2 separate regions of the Mus musculus genome follow, and region 2 is linked to region 1. The links are chromatin contacts, called in public Hi-C maps. All regions are on one chromosome and are shown on one strand. The core of a region is the stretch at or near the end of the contact, and the rest is flanking DNA. Distances in the headings are between cores, read along the strand shown. Region 1 has its middle 45 kb from the start of Gm34756. Region 2 holds the start of Rubie (RNA upstream of Bmp4 expressed in inner ear).

Region 1 (7,103 bases), core at 1,736-4,235:
GCAATTGAGTCAGATAAGTGACTTGCCTAAGGCCAGTGAGCGAGTGTGGGTGGGGTTGAGAGTCACAGCTCAGGGTTCCTAGAGCCTTTGGAGGAAACCCAGTAGGTGGTAAAGCACAGAGGGCCTGTGGCACACAGCTCCTGGAGGGTCACTTTCTCCTGTCAAATCTATCACCCTGGCATAACCGACCCACTTATTAAATACCTCCTAGGTATAGGATGCACTCTCTGTGTATGCATGATTTCCACTCCTCAGAGTAAACCCTCCCGATATAGATAGGGAGCTGAGTTTTACAGACGTGAGGTATCGTACCTAAGATCACATAGCTCAGAAGTGCTTGGGCAGGAAGTCAAATGCAGATCAGTTTGCTTCCCAAAGCTGGGGTTCCTTCTCCAGCACATAAATCAACCCCCCCCTTTTTTTTGAAAATGGCAGGAAGGTAGCTTTCCATCCCTTCATGTTTCTCACTCTTTAAAAAAATAAAGATTGATTAATTGTATTTTATGTGTAGGAGTTGCCTACCTATATATGTGTGTGTGTGTGTGTGTGTGTGTGTGTGTGTGTGTGTGTGTGTGTGTGTAACACATGTATGTCTGTAGTTGACTGTGAAGGCCAGAAGATGCCCTGGAACTGGAGGTACGGGAGGTTTTGAGCTGGGGATTGGTCCCTAGTCCTCTGAAGGAGCAACCAGTGCTCTTAACCACGGAGCCATCTCTCTAGATTGTACCACACTCTTTTCTTTAGTTTCTGAGCCACCATTCCTCCTAGCTCTCTATCAACTTCCTTGACTTTGACAAGATGTAGAGACTGTTCCTGACAGCAGATCTGATCAGGACAGAGATAGTCAGGAAAGGAAAGTATGGGCTGCTAAGTCTAGAAGTGCATGTGGTCAGTCAGTCACAAGAGCATGGATGTCACCTCAGAGGTATCACAGTGGTAGCAAGGAAACACTCACAGAGAGGTGAATTCTCTTGGCATGGACATGTTCCCAGCCTCATGGTCAGAAGTCACAGGAAGAGCTGAAAGAGGGGAGGTGGCATGTTGTCATCCCTCAGTAAATGTTACCCCTTTCAATAGCTGAACTGAGACAATTCATATTCAGCTTGAAGTCAGATGGTACACCTCTTGGGCTAAGCATTTTCATGTGACTGATGGAGCTAGAGGCAGGAGTGAATGGAATCTGCTGACATGGGAAGAAACTTGGGCAATGGCCCATCTCTGAGACCTGTGGTGAAGCAAGCCTACTTCAGAGCAGGAAATGCTCAACCTCTGCAGGAACTCCTGGAAGCGGAATTCACAGGGACTGGCCACTGGGCACCAGTTTTCTTGTGAGTATAGATAGGGACATATGAGGTAAGGCTACCAAGATTCATCCAAGAGAACCCAAGCAACGCAGGTTACAAACCTTTTCATTAGACTCGAAGAAGTCCACTTTGGAGTTTGTTTCATTTGGTATGCATGATTTAAAAAAAATCAAGTTTTAATCACTGTTTATTTGAAATGACTTTCCTTTTTCAGAAGTAAGAACTAGGTTCTAATACTTAGTGCTTCTGTGGGAATGAAAACCAGGCTGGAATCCCAGTGTCCTTTCTCAACCATCTCCTCTCCCTAGAAGATCTGCACATGGGCTGTGCACGATTGTTAAAAACAGAATGTAAAAATATGAGCAAGCTAGGCTTGATGGTGTGTTCTGGTTTCCTCACGCACTAGAGAGGCTAAGACAGGAGGACCAGTTGAACTCAGAAATTCAAGGCAACTTAACACATACATACACACACACACACACACACACACACACACACATATACACACACACACATGCCCCAGCTAGAGTATCTATTACACACAGGTTCTCTTGGCTGAATTCAGATTCCATGTTTGCTTACACACTTTGAGAACATGGGTGACAAGAAGCCCAGCAGGGAGGGACAATACACCCTGTGTTAGCAAACAGGCGATCTCATTGGCTTGCTTCCAGGGACCTAGCAATCTCCAGGTACATGCTGTGGGTAAAATGGTCCCCCAACCATCTCTCTCTCTCTCTCTCTCTCTCTCTCTCTCTCTCTCTCTCTCTCTCTCTCTCTCTCTCTCTCTCTCTCTCTCTCCTCTATGGGTCTCTCTCTCTCTCTCCACACACACACAGGCAGCCCTCTCCTGTTTCCTCTGTCCCTCTGTCTGCCCATATGCCTCTGTCTCTTTTTCATGTCCTTACTCCAAGACCTTCACCACTCCCCCCCCCCACCAGTAAACTTCTTACACCAGATCTGTTGTGTGGCATAATTTCTCAAGGGAGCACCTTAGCATTGGCCTGCTAAAGGTACTCTACCCCTCCCTCACATTTTATCTTTTCACCCTGTATGTGAAATCACCACTCTGTAAGACAGAACAGGCTGGACGCCATCTTTTTTGTAGAAGCTGAGGATAGTCAGGGTCTTACAGGACATCTAACACTTAAAAAAAAAAAAAAAAAAAAAGAGAGCCCCAAAGCTGAGATAAGCCATCACCATGGCTCACAAGGCTGTTAAACCGAAAAGGACCCTACTCCAGTTGTTCAAACACACCAAACCATTAACAGACACTTCTCAAAATCAAATGCAAGTTCACATTAAGCTTCCCCCTTAACGACACAATCACAAGGAGCCACATAAACACAGGGGAACCTTAGCACCCAGCCAGCGTGAATGCTGCCACCCACAGATTCAGACCTGCACTGACTTCTTTTTAAGATTTAGTGTGAAAGAGAGAACCAGCTTTCAGGTTGGCTCGTCCTTGGTGTGTGAACTCAGCAAGTGCTCCCCGGAGGGCAGCGCGCTGGTGCTGCTCTGTAGCCCTGGCCAGCAGACCCCTTCTGGGGATGAAAGTAGCATCCTGGAAAGGCTGCCAGGCTTGCAGAACTGAAAACTGAGAAGCTCTGCTTCCCAAAGTTCCCTACATAATCCTTACCGTGAAGAGCCCTCTTCTCCCAGCCCTCTCGCAGGACAGCAGTGAGTGTTAGCATTTTTGGGCTGCTTCGAATTCCTTCCTGCCTGCTTTTGAGCACATACTACATTTTAAAACTTGTTGGTTTCTTTCATGTTTTATTTGACCCTATGTAATTGCATTCCTGAAGGAGTAACAGGCCCCCCTAGTGATTTACACCCTGTATTAAATGTCAGTTTTGAAGAGACACAGTTAACAGTTTGGTTTAACCTCCTGCCTTCCCTCTCTCTGTTACTCAGGGCTGAAATTTGTGTTCAAGCTCTGAGGAGTCTAAGGGCAGGAGGAAAAGATCAAAACCAGTTAGCGCAGGGGCAAGGCTGAAAGGAGACTCAGAGTTCCCCCGGGAAGCCACCCAGCCGGAACAGAAGGAGGCCCCCTTTCTTAAGTCATGCTTGCTGTCTATTTAGCCCTTTAGAGAAGATGTGAATCAGAACCACATCTGAGCCTGGAGTGAGTCTCAGCTGATAACTCAGCCTTGGGGAAAGCTAAAACAAGAGGAGAACTGTGAGTTCAAGGCCAGTTTGGGAAGCAAAGTGGAACCTTATCTTTAATGACAAGGAAACAACGAGCACACACACACACACACACACACACACACACACACACACACAAACACACACTGCCCCAACCAAGACAAGCTGGAGTTCTGTTTCTATCCCACCCCCTCACGTCTGCTACACACACACACACACACACACACACACACACACACACACACACACACACACACATTTCAGTTCCTGAGACAGCAACAACTGCCATAAACCATGAGTCTATTTGAACTTCTGGGGACCCAGTAAATAATGAACCGCTTTGATGCAGTCCAGGGAGAAAATACAGTCTTAGTATTTTGCATCATTGAATTTTATTTTATTTTATTTTATTTAACATTTTATTTTATTTAACAACTGCTGTTATGGTTAAAATATTTCACTTGCCTTGGAAGATTGACTTAAAATATATACAGTAGCTACTTAACCACATAGGTGAGTTGATCTCTCAGGAGCATCTAAATAACTCGGGATGTAAGAGCATATTTCCTGTGATCCTCTGAGTGTGTACAGGCATGTTTGTGTTGAAAAAACTAGAAAGATCCTGTGTGAGAACCTGACAGGCAACCGAAGTAGCCATTATTATTACTCAGAAATCCACATTAAAACTGTGAGACCAGAGACATTAGAACGTTGCCTTTGTGAAGCACAAACAGTTGGTTTGTCACTTGGCTCAACTCTTCCCAGTCTGCCAGCTTTCCCTGATGACCAGAGCGCGAGGCTTGATTTAAAATGACTGCAACTTTATACCAAGGAAAGAAGGAATTGGGAAATCAGGAAAATTATTCAGTTCTCTGCCAGGGCAAAGGTGTGACCTAGTTTGATCATATCAGCTCCTGAGATCTTTAATCCCCAGCTCACACTCCCAGGCCACTTAGAAGCCATTAGCTAAAGCTATTTAGCCTGGAAATGTGTATCTGCAAGGAGAAACGTTCACAGGAACTCAGGAGATGAAGAAGGTTGGTCCTTTGTGCATTTATGGATCTTGGTCTCTCTTCCTAAATCATGTAAGGTGATTTATAAAATCTGTACAAGAGCTGGGCAGTGGTGGCTCAATCCCAGCTTTTGGGAGGTCCATTCTAGTCTACAGAATGAGGTCCAGGACAGCCAGGGCTACACAGAGAAACCTGTCTTAATAATAATAATAATAATAATAATAATAATAATAATAATAATAACAACAAATACAAGAAAGCAGCAGCTGAGGGCAAAGGGAAAAAATGAAGACAAGAGAAGCAAGACTCTTATCAGAGAGCAATATCCCTGAGGGACCTGCAAAATGAAAGGCTCATCTGTCACCACTCCTGCAGCCATCAGTAGCTGATGTAAGATGGATACACAGATTCTTGCAGGCTGCTACTATGGGAAGCCATTGTAATACTAACTCCTGCAAGTAGATCCTGTCTACCAGAAAACTGTAAAAGGAAAAAACTTAAAATTCGCCTTCCATTCACAGTAAATACCCTCTTATTCCACATAGTGTATTATCGTTCTTGTTATCATTGCAATTTCCACCGTTATTTTATTGTCAGAAGTCTCATGACAGTGTTGTGGCACTAGAACAGTCAACTGTCTGTGGGTAAAATGCCTCACAATTAAGAAGGCCCAGAGCAGGGGTTTTTGGTGATTTTTTTAAAAATCTGAATCTTTCTCCCTTTTTTTTTCTTTCTTTCTTCCTCTCTTTTTCACACTCACATTTTTTATCAGAGAAAACAACTAGTTCTAACCATATTGAAAGGGCATGCTCAGAGGGGCGTGGTGGCACACACCTTTAATCCCAGAATTCCTGAGGCAGAGCAGGCAGAGAGCCCTGTGAGTTCATGGTCAGAGAGGTCTACATAGTAAGTTCCAGGACAGCCAGGGCTATGTTGAGAGACCCTGTCTAAAAAAAAGAAAAAAGAAGAGAGAGAGAGAAAGAGAGAGAGAGAGAGAGAGAGAGAGAGAGAGAGAGAGAGAGAGAGAGAGAGAGAGAGAATCCACTATGTGAAAGTTCAAGAGAATTTGTATCCACTGCCAATAATTCCCTGGCAAGACTTTGAAACTCTCTGATCTCAAAAACAACATTGTAATTAGCATCATGCAGAACTAATTGCCAGATTTCAATATGCACTCTCCAAGTGGCTGAGAGGTGAATTGCAGAGGTGTTAAATCTGGGCTCAGATCCTGTCTCTCATTTACCTGTCACCAGGAAGGATGCCTGAGACTCTTGTAACTTCCATTGTCTTACAGTAAAAAAAAAAAAAAAAAAAAAAAAAAGGCTACAGTAGTTCTCATAAAACTGTAGGAGTAAAATAAGATACTGTATGCTAAGAGATTAACATGTGTAAGGGAGTGGGGTGTTAAAATGAGGTATTGCATGCTAAGAGATTAATGTGCGAATATGTATGGGGTGGGGTGGCAAGTACTGGAAAAGTGTTGGTAATTATATTTATAAACATCATTTCCCCAGCTAAAACATGTTTTTGCACTTTTTGGTGGTTTGTTCTAATGGTTTTGTGATATTGTTGGGCTAATCAATACCAGTGTTTCCATATCTTGGCTGACAGGGAAATAAAGCCACATTTTAACTACAGGGGGCCAAGTTGGTGTTTGATACTTGCTACTTAGATCAAACCTATTACTTTGTAAGATGTGGACTTGCTTCTCTCCACTAAGAAGGTCCCTGTCATTTTAGGATGAATTTCTTTTAAGTGTCTCCACAGGTCAGGCTAGCAGCAAGCCTAAACTAGTAATCGTTACCTCCTTGTTTCAATTTGCAGATGAGTGTGGAACCTTACCGTTTGCCACTGATCTATTCCCTGCCTCTGCCCACTCCATTTCCTGCCTTTTATCCTTTCACTATTACCTAGGTATCTTCACTAGTTAATGTTCTTAATTAGCATTTTTATTTTGTGTACTTCTAGTCTTATAAGTACATAGTTATCTAAATATTTAATCATCAATAATTATTTGACATTATTTTGTTAGTATTATTTACAAGGTCTATTATGTCCAATACTTATCTTTGTTATATAATCACACAAATAAGAGTATCTTATTTAACATAAAAATCCATCCTATAAAAAAATTATGTTTCTTGAAGTTAATGCAGAGAAATAAAGGAAAGAACATTTTACAATATTTCCCACAAGTGGGGACTTTTTGTTACCTATTTTTCATTTATTATAAATTAAATTATAAGTTATACATTTTTACAATTTATTAGTGCATGCTAATTATATATGTTGGTGGTACTCTAACATTTCTCCCCACAGAGGTAGTTCTGGTCAGGCCTGCCTCCACCAACATCAACTGTCACTGTTCTGCAAGTTGAACTTACAGTCTCTGCTTGCAACAGAAGATGCAGTCCCTGTCTCTCAGTGTCTGGTATATTTCACATAAAATAATAGCTTTTCACTCTGTGTGTCCCAGGTTTACTTTATCCATTCATCCATTGATGGGCAACATGGTTGATGGTTATAGGTCCTAACTGGAAATAATAATGGCTAACCTTTTTCATCCTTTTGATATCCAAGTATACATAGAGATTTTTGCATAAAAATACTACACTCCACTTTCCTCCTTCTCTATGTC
Region 2 (7,103 bases), core at 3,186-5,685, 140 kb before region 1:
AAAGTGTCAAAACTCTACAAGAGTCGACCTTAGCCCTTTGCTGTCTTCCTTCTTAAAGCTGACTCATGTTCTTACAGTATTTCCTGAGAGCTGGTGAGGTGGCGATACATTCTGCTGTTGCCACGGACGTTCAGCCTCCAAGATGGATGCAGTTTTGTACTACTACTGTAGGATCTGACGGAAAATAATGAATGATTAATAAATGAACAGATGGAAGATACCTCATGAACTTAAATCCTGTAATTGCAAGAGGGGTAAAAATCGGCCTCCACCCTAACAAATACAGGTAAATGGGACTTGGTAGCTCAGGCCTTTAATCCTAGCACTGAGCAGGTGGATCTCTGTGAGTTCAAGACCAGCCTGGTCTTCAAAGTAAATTTCTGGATATCCAGGATTACAGAGACACAGAAAAAACATGTCTCAAAAACAACAACAAACAAAAACAAAGCAAAGCAAAACAAAGAATAACAACAAATACAAGTAAAGTTCTTAGCTTTGCATACAGTAAAAAACAAAAACAAACAAACAAAGTGCTTTCTCAGACAATTCAAAGTTTGCTTTCTGTTCTTAGTTCTATACAATCTATCACACCTCAACAGTAGAACACTTGCCTAGCATGCTCAAGACCCTGGGTTCGAATTCCAGCAAGGTAAAGAAAATAACAACAGCTGTCAGACAAACTTCTACTATCTATTTTTTCTCCTGTCTTCATCACCTTGAAAGATTACTTCAAAAGAAAAAGGTGGCTGGAGAACTGGGTTGAAAGATTTACTCACTCATTGATTTACTTAACAATCCGAAACGCCGTCTATGGGCTAGAGAGCGGGGAACAGAACAGACAGACACAGCCCTGTTCTTATGCCGGGGATGGATTAAAGGACAGATGTTTAACGCAGGAACTATCATGACTTAAAACAACCAAATCAGGGCCATCAGGGAGTCCAGGGAGAAGTTACTTTTGATAGCAGAATCAGGGTGGACTTCTCTGTAAAAGTGACCTTTGATCTGGGAGCTAACTGGAGTGTCTTAGGAGGACAGACAAAATAGTCCAGGTGCAAAATCCTATGCAAAGACCCTGGGATAGGAAGAAACCTTGAACAAACACCCTCCCCCTCCCCGCCCCCAGGGAAGGTGCGGGAACATCCAATGTGGTTTCCCCAAGGAAGATAGGCAGGAGAGAAGACCCTCTGTCCTTCCAGGGGTATGGGCACGCCATGGTGTCTCTTTAACTAGACTGACTGATAGATATTGATTTTTTGTTTTTTTTTGTTTGTTTGTTTTGTTTTTTGTTTTTTGAGACAGGGTTTCTCTGTATAGCCCCTGGAACTCACTCTGTAGACCAGGCTGGCCTCGAACTCAGAGATCTGCTTGCCCCTGCCTCCCAGGTGCTGGGATTGAAGGCGTGCACCACCACTGCCTGGCTGTTGATAGATATTGAAAACTGCCTGAAGTTTCCCTCCCCCGCCCCACTTCATAGGTTGCACCCTGAAGTGCTGGGTATCCCAGTGTGTCTGTGAAGCCAAATGAGTGGTCTGGACAGTCACAGCTAAGCCTTGGGACAAACTGGCTCATTGTGATAAATGGAAGAGATCAAAGGGCTCTTCACTGTCTGTCAAGGAGTGTGGCTTTCTCTATCTTTACTACCAAAGCAATGGTCACAATCTCTCCTCCACTGACTCACCGCCTTCACCTTTTCTTGTGGCTGTGGCTGCTTTAGCATAGAGCCGCAGCTCTCCCAGTGCTGGGTATCTTAAGGGGTTGGGTGGGACTTCCTCCCTAGATTCCTCCCACCCCCCTGGAGAGGCCTCCGTTTCCCTCTCAATGATTAGAACAACCTGTGTTCTGGAATACAGTATTTAAATAGTGAGATCTGCATCGCTATCTTCTAGGATGGTGAGGGCTTAATTAACATTTGAAAATGCTTTGAGATCTTTGGATAAAAGTGAAGTGTTATTATCTTTGGAGTGATATAGGTCATGTGACACAGGAAGTGGCTTTGAAGGGAAGGGAACCCTTTCATCAGGCAAACTCCTTGAGGTGGTTTAAGCCTGTTTTGAGTGACTCAACATGCCCCTGTCATCTCTCCCCAGTCTGCGAATGAAAGGAATAACTCAGCCTATAGCTTAGCAACTGCCACCGTCCCTTATTAACTGAAAGTATTTAGTAAGCTTGTATTAAACACTGCAAGTTACGCAGAAGCCCCGGCGTTGAGTCAGGCCATGTCCCTGGAATCGCTGAGGACATTTTTGCCAATCCTGTTACTGCTAGTGTTCTGAAATGCTGTAAGGTATTGGCTTTTTTTTTTTTTTTTCTGGACTCCTTGCCTTTCAACCAAAGAACTTCTTTGGTGACAAGCTAACCTTACTTTCATTTTAAAAACTTAATGAAAGGAAAAAAAAATAGATATAAACCTCTACTGTCATCATCCAGAAGTATGTGTGGCAGACAAGGCACAATTGGTGTCAGAAACCCCTTCTGGGTCCTTATGTTCACTCCAAGCTGAGTATTTCGTCCTCCTTTTTCTCAGCAATCAGGACCTTAGCTTAAATTAAGTCTTCCAGATTCATGTTCCTGATGCTTCCCCGTGGTCTTTAGTGGACAGGATGCCAACGAGAACATTTTAAACTCATTTCCAGCTTTCTTAAAGGCAAAAGTGTGAAAGAATTTCACTTTGTTCCTTCTGTTAACTTCTGGGTCTTATGTACAGTCCAGAAATGTCTAAGATTTGCTAAGGAGTGGGTAAAGGAATATAAGAAAAGGCTATATGAGAAAAGTAAGTTTTATGAGGAATATGTCAAACCAAAAATGTTCAAGTGTACTTGGGAAATTACTTTATCTAGATGAGTGGAGTTTTGTTGTTATTTTGTTTTTGAGTTGCCTCAATTAGACATACATTCAAATATACATATATGTGTATATATATGTGTGTGTGTGTGTAAAATTTATACATACATATACACACATACATACAAATACATATATATGCAAATAAATTTATATATGCAAATTAAATGTGCTTTGGAATATAACATAGAAGGAAGAGGAAAACAAAAGAGGCTGTGGAAGGCTGTAAATGCCAGGTGAATGGGATGGGAAGACAGGGGAAGGACAGAGGGTGGGACAGACAGGCAGCTGGGGCAGGCTAGGAAGGGAATCAGGAGTCCCAAGACAACCCCAGGAAAGTCTCAGGGATGTTTTCTGTGTATGTGGGCAGAGAGGTCCTCCCTCAGGCACAGATACACAGTACAGTGGGCTCAAGCACCAAGCTGACCTAATTAAAAGCTCATTGCAGTATTGCGTCCCAGGACCTGAAGGCTCCAGTCACTTGATTTTAAGTCTCTTCCTTGTTTGTGACCACCAGCTATAGTCTCTCTCTGGATTAATTCATGCCCCGGTGGTTTGTTCTGAAATGCTTCTACTGTGGAAAGAGCTCTGGTGTTTGCATGGATGAAACAGGCAGGGCAGAGAGCGCACAAGCTGACCAGAAGCCAGGAACGAAACCTCTCTTAAACCTGAGGCCTTCCCAGACGGCAAAGATGGCTCTGCACTTTAATGCACATACTTCTCTTGCAGAGAACTGGAGTTCAGGTCCCTGCACCCACGTGGGTGGCTCACAACTGCCTGTCCACTCCAGGTTCAAGGCCCTGCCCCTCTCTCTACTGCACTAGGACTCAGACACATGCTTACAAAAAAATTTTTAAATCCTATTAAAACTCTACAATTGAGTTACAAAGAAACAGTATTTTTTTCTTTTCTTTTTCCTTTTTAAATCACAAGATGCAACCTTTTCTGATCCCTTATTTTCATACTGTTGAATTTTGAGATTCCTTTCTTATAGCAATTCTGAGGCACAGAACCTCTTTGCTTTGCTTTTTATAGAATTGTGGCCAACCTTGACAGAAGATCTGAATACTTGTTAAGTATAAAGTTGGTAAATGATACTATTGTTTGGGAGGTGGGGATGGGTGGATGGGGGTGGGGTGGGAGTTGAGAGTTTATCTAGCAAAAAAAAAGGGGGGGGGCGTGGGCAAAATTCCCTCTAACCAGGCTCAAATTAACTGAAATGGATCAAAGTAAACAGAGACATCTAAAAGCTTTTGTTAGTTGAAAGTGGCTATCTGTTGCAGGTCTTGCCTCATTAACTGCTGATTGAAGCTCTGCTTGGCCCTCTGGGATACCTAACACCCCATGCCTATCACCAGATGAACCTGGGTTAGGCGCTCTTGCCTTTCCCTGTGTTGCTTTGCGAGGCTCCTTGACCTCAACCTCCTTACTAATGTTTATCCTTCCCAGCATGCAAAGGGGGTGCAGATTTGTCCTGGAGAATGTCCCTGAGAATCTCTTTCCTAGCCAATGAGAAATGTGGGATGGAGGGGAACGGGCCTGGAGTCTCTGAAAGGTTCATAAAAGCAACAAACCCAGCTCTTAGTCTCTGCTCGAGATTATGCCTCTTCCTTGTGTCGACTTCGCTTTCCATCTGTGAACTGGGAAAGGTGACCAGTAGGCTGCATGCTCTAAAGATGCTAAAGATGTAGCACATGCCCAGCCCCCATGGTCCCAGCCTGTCACCAGGCCATTCTGCTGCTACCAGAAACTTGCTGTTTAGGGTAGGCAGGGAACATGGGTTTGCGGGTGGGCTGGGGAAGGGAGGGAGGAAGGGAGGGAGGGAGGAGGAGCAGAATTCTTTGAGTAGGACCAGATAGGTCTCTGTGTAGAGTAATATTACGCTCTTTCTCTCATAGACAGGCTGCATGCCTGCTTCTGAAGGCCCATCTGGCATGGCTTTGAGAATGGTAATAATTACAAGCTGATGATGGACATGGAAGAAAGCCCCGCTGAGCTAACTTATAAGGAAGTACAGGCCAGGACTGCAGGGAAATTACAGGCTGAAAACCTTTCTAGTTTAGGCCTTTTGGTGTTCTTAATCACAGACTTTAAATGTCGTAATAAACACGGTTGCGTTTTATTGACAACTCCCATGACAGGCAAATCTTTTTCATTTTATTTTATTTTTACCGTTTACTCTTTGGGATGCTGCGAGACAGTGTCTGCCTGGGTCGTGCGCATGCGTCTTTCCTTGGGTCGTGCGCATGCGTCTTTCCTTGGTGCTTCTGCTCCTAAGAAAAGAGGAAAACTGGTCTTATTGAAATGTTCAAACACTTTTCTTCCTTAAGCTGTTCTCTGCATTCTATGGTTGACACACATTTCCAAACTCTGTGCCTAACCTGTAGCCAGATAAGAGGATGGTCTGGTTCTTTGAACCAAGGAGACTGACTAGGACGGAAAGGCATAGAATAACCTATGACTTGTACCATCAGGCAGAGTTTATGGTAGAGAAAAAAACCTAAAGGTCCAGGTGAGCTCCAGCAAAGCTACATGAACGAGGTGCTGGACTCTAGAGAGGGCCTTTATTTCAGTGTGGGATCGAAATGGCATGACGCTTCCCAAAGTTCTGGATATTTTATAAATGGATGTGAAGCCTTTTGTCCATCTATTGGAGGCAATGAATTTAGAAAGCCTTCCTAGGAAAGGAAAAGTGGAAACCCGGGGAGACATTTCCTTCCTTGTCTTTGAAGTGTTGTTAACTTCGAAGTCTGTAGCTGAAGTGTTCTGGGAAAGCTATTCTTGAACACCATCAATTGCTATTATTAACAGAGCTTATTCTGAGTCATGTGTTATTAGTTCCCATGGAAAAGAATGTGATATACCTTACGGGAGATGTGGTGAGTCACCTCAACTGAGACTTTTACTCATGTCTTTGGTGTGTAGGTACCTATGCGTGCATGTGGGTGCACACATGCCACCGCACGTGTGTGGAGGGCAGGGCGCAGCTTTCGGGAGTCAGTTCTTTTCTCTTACCACGTGGCCCCTAGGACCTAGCTCTTGTCATTGGGCTTGGTGCAGTGTCTTTACTTGCTCAATCACCTTGCTGGCCCTGAGACTTTTCTTGATGTAGTTCACTCACACAAATGGATCTTTTGGATTTTAACGAAGAGCGTGTAGTCACTGTTTCGCATGAGAAACAACTTTTTAAACTAGTCTTCACGCCTTCCCTTCGGTACTATTTTACTATTTCACATTTTATCCTTTGTGCTCCATTTATAGCCAGGGCTTTCCCTAATGGGTTATTTAGCCCCATTCTTTCTGCATTTGATTTCAAACATGTAAAGTTCACGGGGCCTATGAAAGTAAAGCAACCAAATTCCTGCACAGCAGAAAGGTACCACCATAACTTCAAAATGGCCATGTGACAGCAAGTTCCCACCATAAGCTTAGTCTCTATTTTTATAAACAGGTCTTGCTCTCTCCGAAGCTCTGTATCAGTGAGAGACCGCTTCTTTATATCTGACAGTCTCCTTTTCTATACAGGCTAGAATGGCTCCTAACAAAAGACTCATGAATTGGGTGGAAACTATATATTAAATCCAAGACTATTTGTCTAGTTTTCATTAGGTTGCTGAGTGAAAAGCCTCAGTCCCTCTGTTTTCCCAAGGTACTCAGATATCTGTGCAGCCCCTCATCTCACGCTATCATCTCTCTCACAGAGCACAGGCCCGCTCTAAAGAATTCAACACTTAGCGCTCTTTACAGAACTGTCAGTAATGACGGCAACCAGGTTGCTGACATGTCTTACTGTTTACAAAGGATGAGCCCAGAGAGGCTGCTGGGAAGACTTGATAAGCCCGGCTCTGTCTGATGCTGGCCTCTAAACTAGCTGCCTTTGCTTGGCTGGCTCAAGAGGCAAGTATCAACAGTTGATCTAAACCCCAGGCCAGTACAGATAAAATGGGGCTGCTCAGAGTTGCCCTGGAAATGGTAAAAACAGAAAGAGACAAAGGAATGTCCCCCTGCCTTGCATGTAGATGCGTTTCCTCTGTTTCATGCATTTTACTTAACATTTGATGATAAAATTTCTGATGCTGGTGTTAAAGTCATGGCCGATTATCACGTCTGACAGTGTTTCCCAAGTTTGCACCCCTCTATTTCTTTAGAAATTCTAGTCTATGCTGTAGTTAAGATCAAAGTCTTTAGGAGGCTGTGACTTTGGAAGGCTGAGGTTATAGCTCACACAGGGCAGACATACAAAGGCATCCTTTGCCTCC

The links. Hi-C and Micro-C count contacts between places; a contact is called where the count stands out from the background.
Region 2: a Hi-C map of nephron progenitors shows a contact between it and region 1, with 1.6 times the contacts expected there. The contact joins the promoter of Rubie here to the enhancer-like site in region 1. A contact is called at or near these places in 5 of 484 Hi-C or Micro-C datasets (the HL-1 cell line, embryonic stem cells, liver and 2 more), 1 of 115 datasets of contacts at active chromatin or transcription factors (a colorectal cancer cell line) and 1 of 9 other capture datasets (embryonic stem cells).

The regions. Positions count from the first base shown.
Region 1 is chr14:46,432,758-46,439,860 of GRCm38.p6, reverse strand. No RefSeq gene overlaps it. Among named protein-coding and RNA genes, the nearest start is that of Gm34756, 45 kb to the left of the region's middle. RefSeq lists enhancers at 2,858-3,253, 2,844-3,310. Within about 2 kb of position 2,985, at least 63 of the 459 cell types and tissues checked have an H3K27ac peak or open chromatin away from gene starts, as enhancers often do. A contact at or near this core is called in nephron progenitors, where this site is marked.
Region 2 is chr14:46,573,183-46,580,285 of GRCm38.p6, reverse strand. It overlaps Rubie (RNA upstream of Bmp4 expressed in inner ear), which reads left to right and starts at 4,435. Exons shown (of 5, transcript NR_046459.1): 1 at 4,435-4,607.